2 separate regions of the Oryctolagus cuniculus genome follow, and region 1 is linked to region 2. A link is a contact called in public Hi-C data. All regions are on one chromosome and are shown on one strand. The core of a region is the stretch at or near the end of the contact, and the rest is flanking DNA. Distances in the headings are between cores, read along the strand shown. Region 1 holds the start of TLE3 (TLE family member 3, transcriptional corepressor). Region 2 has its middle 190 kb from the start of TLE3.

Evidence for each region. Hi-C and Micro-C count contacts between places; a contact is called where the count stands out from the background.
Region 1: a Hi-C map of an unstated tissue shows a contact between it and region 2, with 2.1 times the contacts expected there. The contact joins the promoter of TLE3 here to the enhancer-like site in region 2. A contact is called at or near these places in 2 of 6 Hi-C or Micro-C datasets (skin fibroblasts and an unstated tissue).

What each region holds. Positions count from the first base shown.
Region 1 is chr12:92,635,066-92,638,780 of mOryCun1.1, reverse strand. TLE3 (TLE family member 3, transcriptional corepressor) reads left to right here and starts at 2,073. Exons shown (of 20, transcript XM_008249826.4): 1 at 2,073-2,205; 2 at 2,731-2,831; 3 at 3,263-3,326. The coding sequence starts at 2,182.
Region 2 is chr12:92,444,809-92,448,370 of mOryCun1.1, reverse strand. No RefSeq gene overlaps it. Among named protein-coding and RNA genes, the nearest start is that of TLE3, 190 kb to the left of the region's middle. Within about 2 kb of position 1,825, at least 1 of the 8 cell types and tissues checked has an H3K27ac peak or open chromatin away from gene starts, as enhancers often do.

The DNA.
Region 1 (3,715 bases), core at 824-3,323, 190 kb before region 2:
CGATTTATGTTTTTATTTAGGAGAATAAATAAATGAAGAGAGGAGCACGGCCGGGGCTGGCGGCCCGAGCGGGCGCTCACGTGTGACTCCCCGCGCACCGGCCTCGGAGCGGCCGCTCGCGCTCGCCTCATTAAGATGCGAAAGCGAAGCTCCGGCTGCTAATGAGGGGAAAACACTGAGCCGGGCGCGCGCGCGGGCGCGGGCGCGCCGCCGTCTCCGGGCCCGCGGAGGCGCTGAGGCGCGACCCCCGGCCCGCGCCCCCCTCAGCCGCGAGCGCGGGGCCGCCGGAGCTGGCGGTGTGCGGGCCGGAGCTCGGCAGTCCCGCGCGGCCCCGACCGCGTCTTCTCAGCGCCCTCGGCGCGGGCGAAGCCGTCCCACAGCGGGGACCCCCGCGGGGGTCTGAGTCCCTCTGACCGCTCCCGGGCGGGCGGCCGCCGCGCGTCGCAGGCGCAGTTTTGGGCTTAGGACGGGCGAGCGAACAAAGAAGGGACGCTGGGGGCTCCCAGCGGGCTGTGAGAGGTCGGAGGCAACTTGGGGAGCCACCATCTTAGGGGTCCTAGAACGAGAACGTGACGAAGTGGTTGTCTTACAGTGTCTAATTGGGCCGCTCGGCCGGCCTAATGGGATTACAGGGGCGAACCGTTGCCGCGGCTGCGGCATAAACCGATCCGGTCCTCCCAGCCACAGGTTTGGAGCTCCGCGCCGCTCGCTAGTCTTTTATCCTTTTGTTGTTATTCCCGTCATCCGTCCTAACCCCCACCCGCCAAATAATTATTTGCTAGTAGATCGTGGGAAAAAAAGAGAGGCGGGGGCGGGGAGGAACTCCAGCAGCCCGGGACTATAATATATATCTATTTATTATATGTCTTTCGGTTAATTCCTGATCTGAGGAGCGCTGGTTTTCACTCCCATGCGAAAGTCACCAGCGGGTAGGGCCTGATTGCTACTTTTCATGCATAGTTTTAGACACAAGAGGGCATTGTGACGTCGCGCCCGGCGGCGGCCAGTCGCGGGCCGAGTTCCGCGGCCCCACGTGGGGACGGCTCGCGCCCATTGGCTGCGGCCGGGCGAAGCTGCCACATTATTTTGTTACTTTTCAGTCCCTATTTGGAACTGCTCTCGCGGCAGTTCAGACCTCGTGCTCGTCCCCCTCGCCTGTCTGTGTGTGGTATCCGCAGGTCCCGGGCACTTTTTTTGGGGGTGTGTGTTTGTGTGTGTGTGTGTGTGTGCGCGCGCGCGCGCGCGCTGTGGGTGGGGGGGAGGTGTGTGTTTTGGGGGTTTGTCGGGGCGCGGAGAGCCGGGCCGAGGGGAAGGGAGGAAGCCGCAGAGCTGCCCGGCCTCCGGCTGCGTCTCCCCTCCAGCGCTCTCCTGCCGGCGCGCTCCGAGGCGGCCGCGGCGGTGGCGCCGAGCGCTCCTCGTGGGGAACGCGGCGCTCCAGCCGGGAGCGGCGAGGACCCGTTCACGGAGAAGCTTCCGGTGCCCGCTGGAGTTAGGATGCCAGGGAGGTTGATTTGCACCTACTGAGCCCGGAGTTCCTCCCCGGCCCTGGGAAGGGCTTGCGGCGGCGGCGGCGGCGGCGGCGGTAGCAGACGGAACAGCAGGCTCTCCTCTCCGAGGGGGGGCGTCGAAGCGCCCGCGGCGGGCTCCAGCCCTCACTCTCCGGCGCTCCTGCGGCCCCGAGCTTCCAGCTCGGCGCCTGTCTTCTCTTCTCGCCGCGAGCCGCGGGCCCAGCTGCTCTGGGGGTCGGACTCGCGCGCCCCGGATGCTTGGGGCAGCCCCGGCGCGACGCGCTGCTGAGTGATCCGGAGGGGCCCCCGGCCTCGGGACCCCGCGCCGGACTCGCCGGGGAGCCGACGATGTCCGCGCAGCCCCCGGCCCTGACGCGCTCGACGCAGCCCCGGGAAGGCGGCCGGCCGAAGCCCGCCGAGCCCTAGGCGCACAAAGCTCGCGCCCGCCGCCCGGCCTCCGACGACTTTGCCGCCCGCTCCGCGGCTCTTTGTCTCCGCTCGAGGCGGGCGCCCGACTCTGGGATTTCGCTGCGAGAGCGAGCTGGGGGGGCCGGGGGCGAGCTCTCGGTTTCCCGGCCGCCCCCCGCTCGGGCTCGGCTCCCCCCTCTCCCGCACCTCCCCGGCCCGGGCTCTCGGCGCTTCCAAGCTCTCGGAATCACGACCCCTCCCTGCCATGTATCCGCAAGGGAGACATCCGGTGAGTAATTGCAACTCGGTTTATTTAAGCATCTATCATGGCAGGGTAAACGAGGCAGTTTATCCGGCACCTCCATTTTGCTTGTTGCTACCTTTATGGGGTGTGTGTGTCTGTGCGTGTGTGTGTGTGTCTGTGCAGTGTGAGTGCGCGCGCGCGCGCTCACACAAAGGGGCTGGGGACCGAGAGACTCGGCGGACCTGCGAGGTCAGTCCCGAGCCGGGGCCGGAGGGGAAGCCGTTCTCGTGACCCCCCCGCCCCCTTTCTTAAGTCTCCAACTCGCCCCGCGTTCTCCCTGCCCCCGCCTCTCTGTTTGCGGGTGGAAACCTCGCGACTGAGCCGGAGGACCCGGGGCGCCCCCTCCCCCCGCGCCGTCGGGGAGCCGAGGAACTTGCGGGGAAGGCTGTGGGCTGTGAGGGCGGCCTCTCTGGTGGGGCAGCCGGCGGGGAGGGGCCGAGGACGCGGCGGAGGCCCCGAGCCCCGGCTGACGCCCGCGCCCCTCCCCTGTCTCGTCCTCGCGGGCTGCAGGCTCCCCATCAACCCGGGCAGCCCGGATTTAAATTCACGGTGGCTGAGTCTTGTGACAGGATCAAAGACGAATTCCAGTTCCTGCAAGCTCAGTATCACAGGTAAGGCCGGGGGAGGGGGGTGGGCAAGCGCCCCGGGGCCGGCAGGGAGGGGGCATCCCCGTCGCTGCGACGGAGGGGGCTCCCGACCCCGGGCGGCGGGGCCACTGGGGCCTCCGCCTTTTGTTTCCCCTTTCCGAGCGCGCCGCCTTAACCCTGTGCTGCCCGCGGCCGAAGGTCGGGGTCCTTCCCCCTGCGGTCGCGGTGAGCGGGCTCGCTCTTCCGTGGGAAGTTTCCAGTTGCCTTGCTCCCCCATGCCCACGGCGTGGACCCCAGCCCCTGTGCGCCCCGACGCTGCGGGATAGTGGGGTGCCCCCCCCCGGGGAGGGTTGGTGTCCAGGAAATGGGAAAGTGGCTCTCGGAGGCCCTGGGGTTGCGGCCTCGGAGGCGGCCGTGCGGGCGCCAGGCCTGAGCTGGCTCCTCTGCCCTCGCAGCCTCAAAGTGGAGTACGACAAGCTGGCGAACGAGAAGACCGAGATGCAGCGCCATTATGTGATGGTGAGAGGCGGCCCGGGAAGGCGGCGACCCCGCCGGCGGCGCGGGGACCGGGGCTCACTCCCCACCGCGGCCGCGGCGGCTCTTCAGGGAAGGGGGGCTGGGCGGGAATGCCCTGCGCCCCTCACTGGCTTCCCCTGGCATCGGCCACTTGGGAGGGGGTGGGTGAGCCCAGGGGCGGAGGGAGAAACCCGAATTGCAGGCCCGGAGAGCCCTGCTCCCTTTGTACGCCTTTGCTGGGTGCTTTTAAGATTCCCTAGGGCTGCTTGCCCTGGGAGAGCCGGTAGGATGGTGTTGGATCAGCCCAGGAAGACAGGACTCATAGCATAGGATAAAAATCTCTCAAGGCCTCCTGGGAGCGCTTGGAAACTTTGTGCTTTGCAACCCTGGAA
Region 2 (3,562 bases), core at 576-3,075:
CTCCCTGAGAGCTGCAGGGAGGACTCGCATTGTACCTGCTTCTGAAATGCAAACATAAAATAAAATAATAAAAGGTGCTGACAGAGATTTAAATGAGAATAAAATGCCAATTAACTCAGAGGTATTGAAGTTGCTTGTGCTTCTCCAAGCAGCCCAGGTCACACTTGGAAGATCAGTTTCAATTTCCCCCAAAGCACTGAATGGCCACGGCGGGGAAACGGATCTCAGAACAATCCAGAACTCGGTGCCAGGCCCACTACTTATCACTTTAATTGACACTCACTCCACGCGATGCTCATGCAGTCACCGAATGGGCTCCATTTAATTTGAAATGGGGAGTTTTTTCTTTCCCCTCTTGAAATATTTAACGCAACAGGCTTTAACGAAGAAGCTGCAGTCCCGGCATTCCACCATTCTTCCATTCTGCTTTTAAAAACTACAAAAGAACCTCTCCAACCGTGACTCGTTGTGAACACACTTGACTTTCACCAACTCCGTAATTACAAAACCTATTGATCTATGGCTGTTTTTTTGGTAGGTGATAGGATAGATGGCTAATTAAAAAAAGAAAGGAAGCCACATCTTGGCTCCCTCCACTTGTGTCCTCAGCAGGGACTTTTGGGGAAGCCATCCTTGGTGGCAAGGTGATGACAACACGACTTTTCTGGGGAGCCTACGTGTCTGCTCCCAGCCCACCCTGCACCCGTCTTCCTGTGCTAACCAGGGGTGAGCAAGAGAGGCGGGCGGCCTCCTTGCCCCAGGCGATCCGGATTCTGGGTGATGGCAGGGAGGCAGGTGGACTCCCCCCTCCCCCCTGGTGTGTATTAGCGCCCACACAGGTGGGGCAGGAGCAGCGTTCACCCCGAGGTGTTACATACTGATACAGTGACAGGCAATTATCTTTGGAGACAGTGTTAAGACAATCAGTAATTGGAAGAGCAAGCGAGAGAGGGGTACCCCCCCCCCCCCGCCCAGGCAGAATGGTATTTCTTAAAACAACAACAACAAACCTCCCCTATCTCTGAGGCTGGTGATTCAGCTTCAACGGGTCATTTGGTCTCTGCCACTTCTCCCCCTCCGGAACTGCTTCATTCTGCAGAAGTGTTAGCTTCCAGGGCGTCTGAGGCCAGCACTTTCCAAAAATGGTGCTAGCGAAAGGGAAAAGTCGGTGCCTTCGCAAGCAGTCTCACACGGCCTGCTTTTGCGACGGCATGAGCTGGCAGAGGGCCGTGGTTTCAAACGGAGGCTGACACACGGAGGCTGGAAGGGCACATTGCCCCCGGAGCTGACTGATTCCGTGGGAACAGGGAAACTTCCACACCCCGCCCTCCCGCCCCCACCCCCTGCAGGGGCCATGAAGGCATCGCTGCATCCTTTTACGGACCAGCATTGGAAGGGCGGGATTTTCTCCTGCTGGTTTGACCATGGTGACATACGTTCCCTACCTTCTGCGTCAGCTACGTGTGTCGGCAATCGCACGTTGGACTGAGCAGGAGGAGAGCAGACGGGGAAGACAAGGCTGCCGGAAGTCTTGTCCACGTCAGCAAAGACTTGAACGTATTATGGAAAACTTCTCATCTGCAAGAGGTGGAAGCCAATCGGATTTCACTTAGAAGGAGAAGGGGAGCTTCATTTGAGGACACCAGGATGTGTGACAGGATCCTGACCCCAGGAAGGAGTGGGAAGGAGAAGCCACGGGGTCCCCCTCCCCCCTCCCAATAAGGGCTTCCTGTCCTTCCGGTGCTCACACTGGCCCTGCTTCTCTCGTCTACACAGCAGAAACCCGTGGGCTGCAGATTTGAGTGCACAAACAGCATCTGATTCATGCTGACTCGCAGTGAAATCCCCAAATCCCAGACGGAGGGCTTGGGTCGGTCTGGCTTAACCCAGGTGCCACGCCTTGCCAAGCAACCCCCATTACCAAAAAACCCGTGACAAAAGCCGGAGGGCCTGGTGACTCATGGGTCCGATTACACGGCACCTCCTAGTGTGCTGCAGGGCAGTGCCTGGAATGATCATTTCTCCTGTAATAGAAGCAGAATGAGACAGAAGCTGTTGCTCCCGCTAGAAGGTAAATCACTTTGAACAAAATGGTTGTGCAGGGGCTGGGGTTTCAGTATGAGTGGTGCAACCAGCCAAAAAGAGTCGAGGTACAAAGGGAATAGCATTCTTCAAAAGATGTCTTTTATTTATTTGAATGGCAGAGTTACAGAGAGAGGAGGAGAGACAGAGAGAGAGGGAGAGAGAGAGAGAGAATCTTCCATTCGCTGGTTCACTCCTCAAATGGCTACAATGGCTGGAATAGGGCCAGCCAGGAGCCAGGAGCTTCCTCCCGGTCTCTCATGTGGGTGCAGGGGCCCAAGGACTTGGGCCATCTTCCACTGCTTTCCCAGGCCATAGCAGAGAGCTGGATCAGAAGTGGAGCAGCTGGGATTCGAACAGGCGCCCATATGGGATGCCGGCACTGCAGATGGCAGCTTTCCCTGCTACACAACAACGCCAACCCCAATAAATAAATCTTAAAAAAATAAATAAATAAAAGGGAGCACCTCATGGCCCAGTGTACCCAGAACGTCCCCTCAGGAGCCAGGGCAGGCATGACTGTGTGCAGAGGATAGTCCCAAAGCAGGGTCTCCTCCACCTGCCTCCTTCCCTCCGCTAATCCCTCCGTGTGTTGGCTGCATGCACTCCTACGGAGAGTTCTGTTTCTCCCTGCAGCCTAGGAGGATGACTGCTGGCAGCTCCAACCTCCCTACAGACCAGTAGCAGACCCAGCAGGCTAGTCTTTGCAAGGCTCTGATTGGTCTAGGTTGGGTCACGTGTACCAATCGCTGCCATCAGGGCTAGCCTGGGTGCACGTCCATCACCATGGAGTAGAAGAGTTCCAGGCACTGCATCATAGCCCCTTCTCGCAGTGTATGAGAGGCACACACAAAGGATATCCAACGGGACTCCCCTTGTGTGTTGATAGACGCTGAAGCGGTGTGCGTGAGAGCAGGGGGTGGCTTTGATGCCCAGATGCTGGGAGGCTACAGATGCAGCTGGTGATGCTTCTGTTCTTGGCGGGCTCCCAGCATCCTGTGGGGGTTGTCAGAGCTCAGAAGTGTGCAGCACTAAGGCACGGGTGCTCTGAAAACAGACCTAGAGGGAGGGAGGACTAATGGCGCCTTTCGAGTCTCTTTCCGCTGCTCTCTCCTGAGAAGAATCTCACCCTTTGTCACAGGAAGTGGTTTTTACTGCAATGGTGAAACAGAAAAGAGGAACTGAGAGTGGGAATGTTTCAATGGGGACAACACTTTGCTTATTTTTTTCTCAACTTTTTAAAAGGTTTACTTATTTTTTTTTTATTTGAAAGGCAGAGTTACAGAGAGAGAGAGAGAGAGAGAGAGAGAGAGATCTTCCATTCTCTGGTTCATTCCCCAAATGGCACAAGAGCTGGGGCTCGGTCAAGCCCAAGCCTGGACCTTCACTCAGCTCTCCCACATGGGTGGCAGGGGTCCAAGCACTGGGGCCATCCTCCACTGCTTTCCCAGGTGCGTTAGCAGGGAGCTGCATGGGAAGC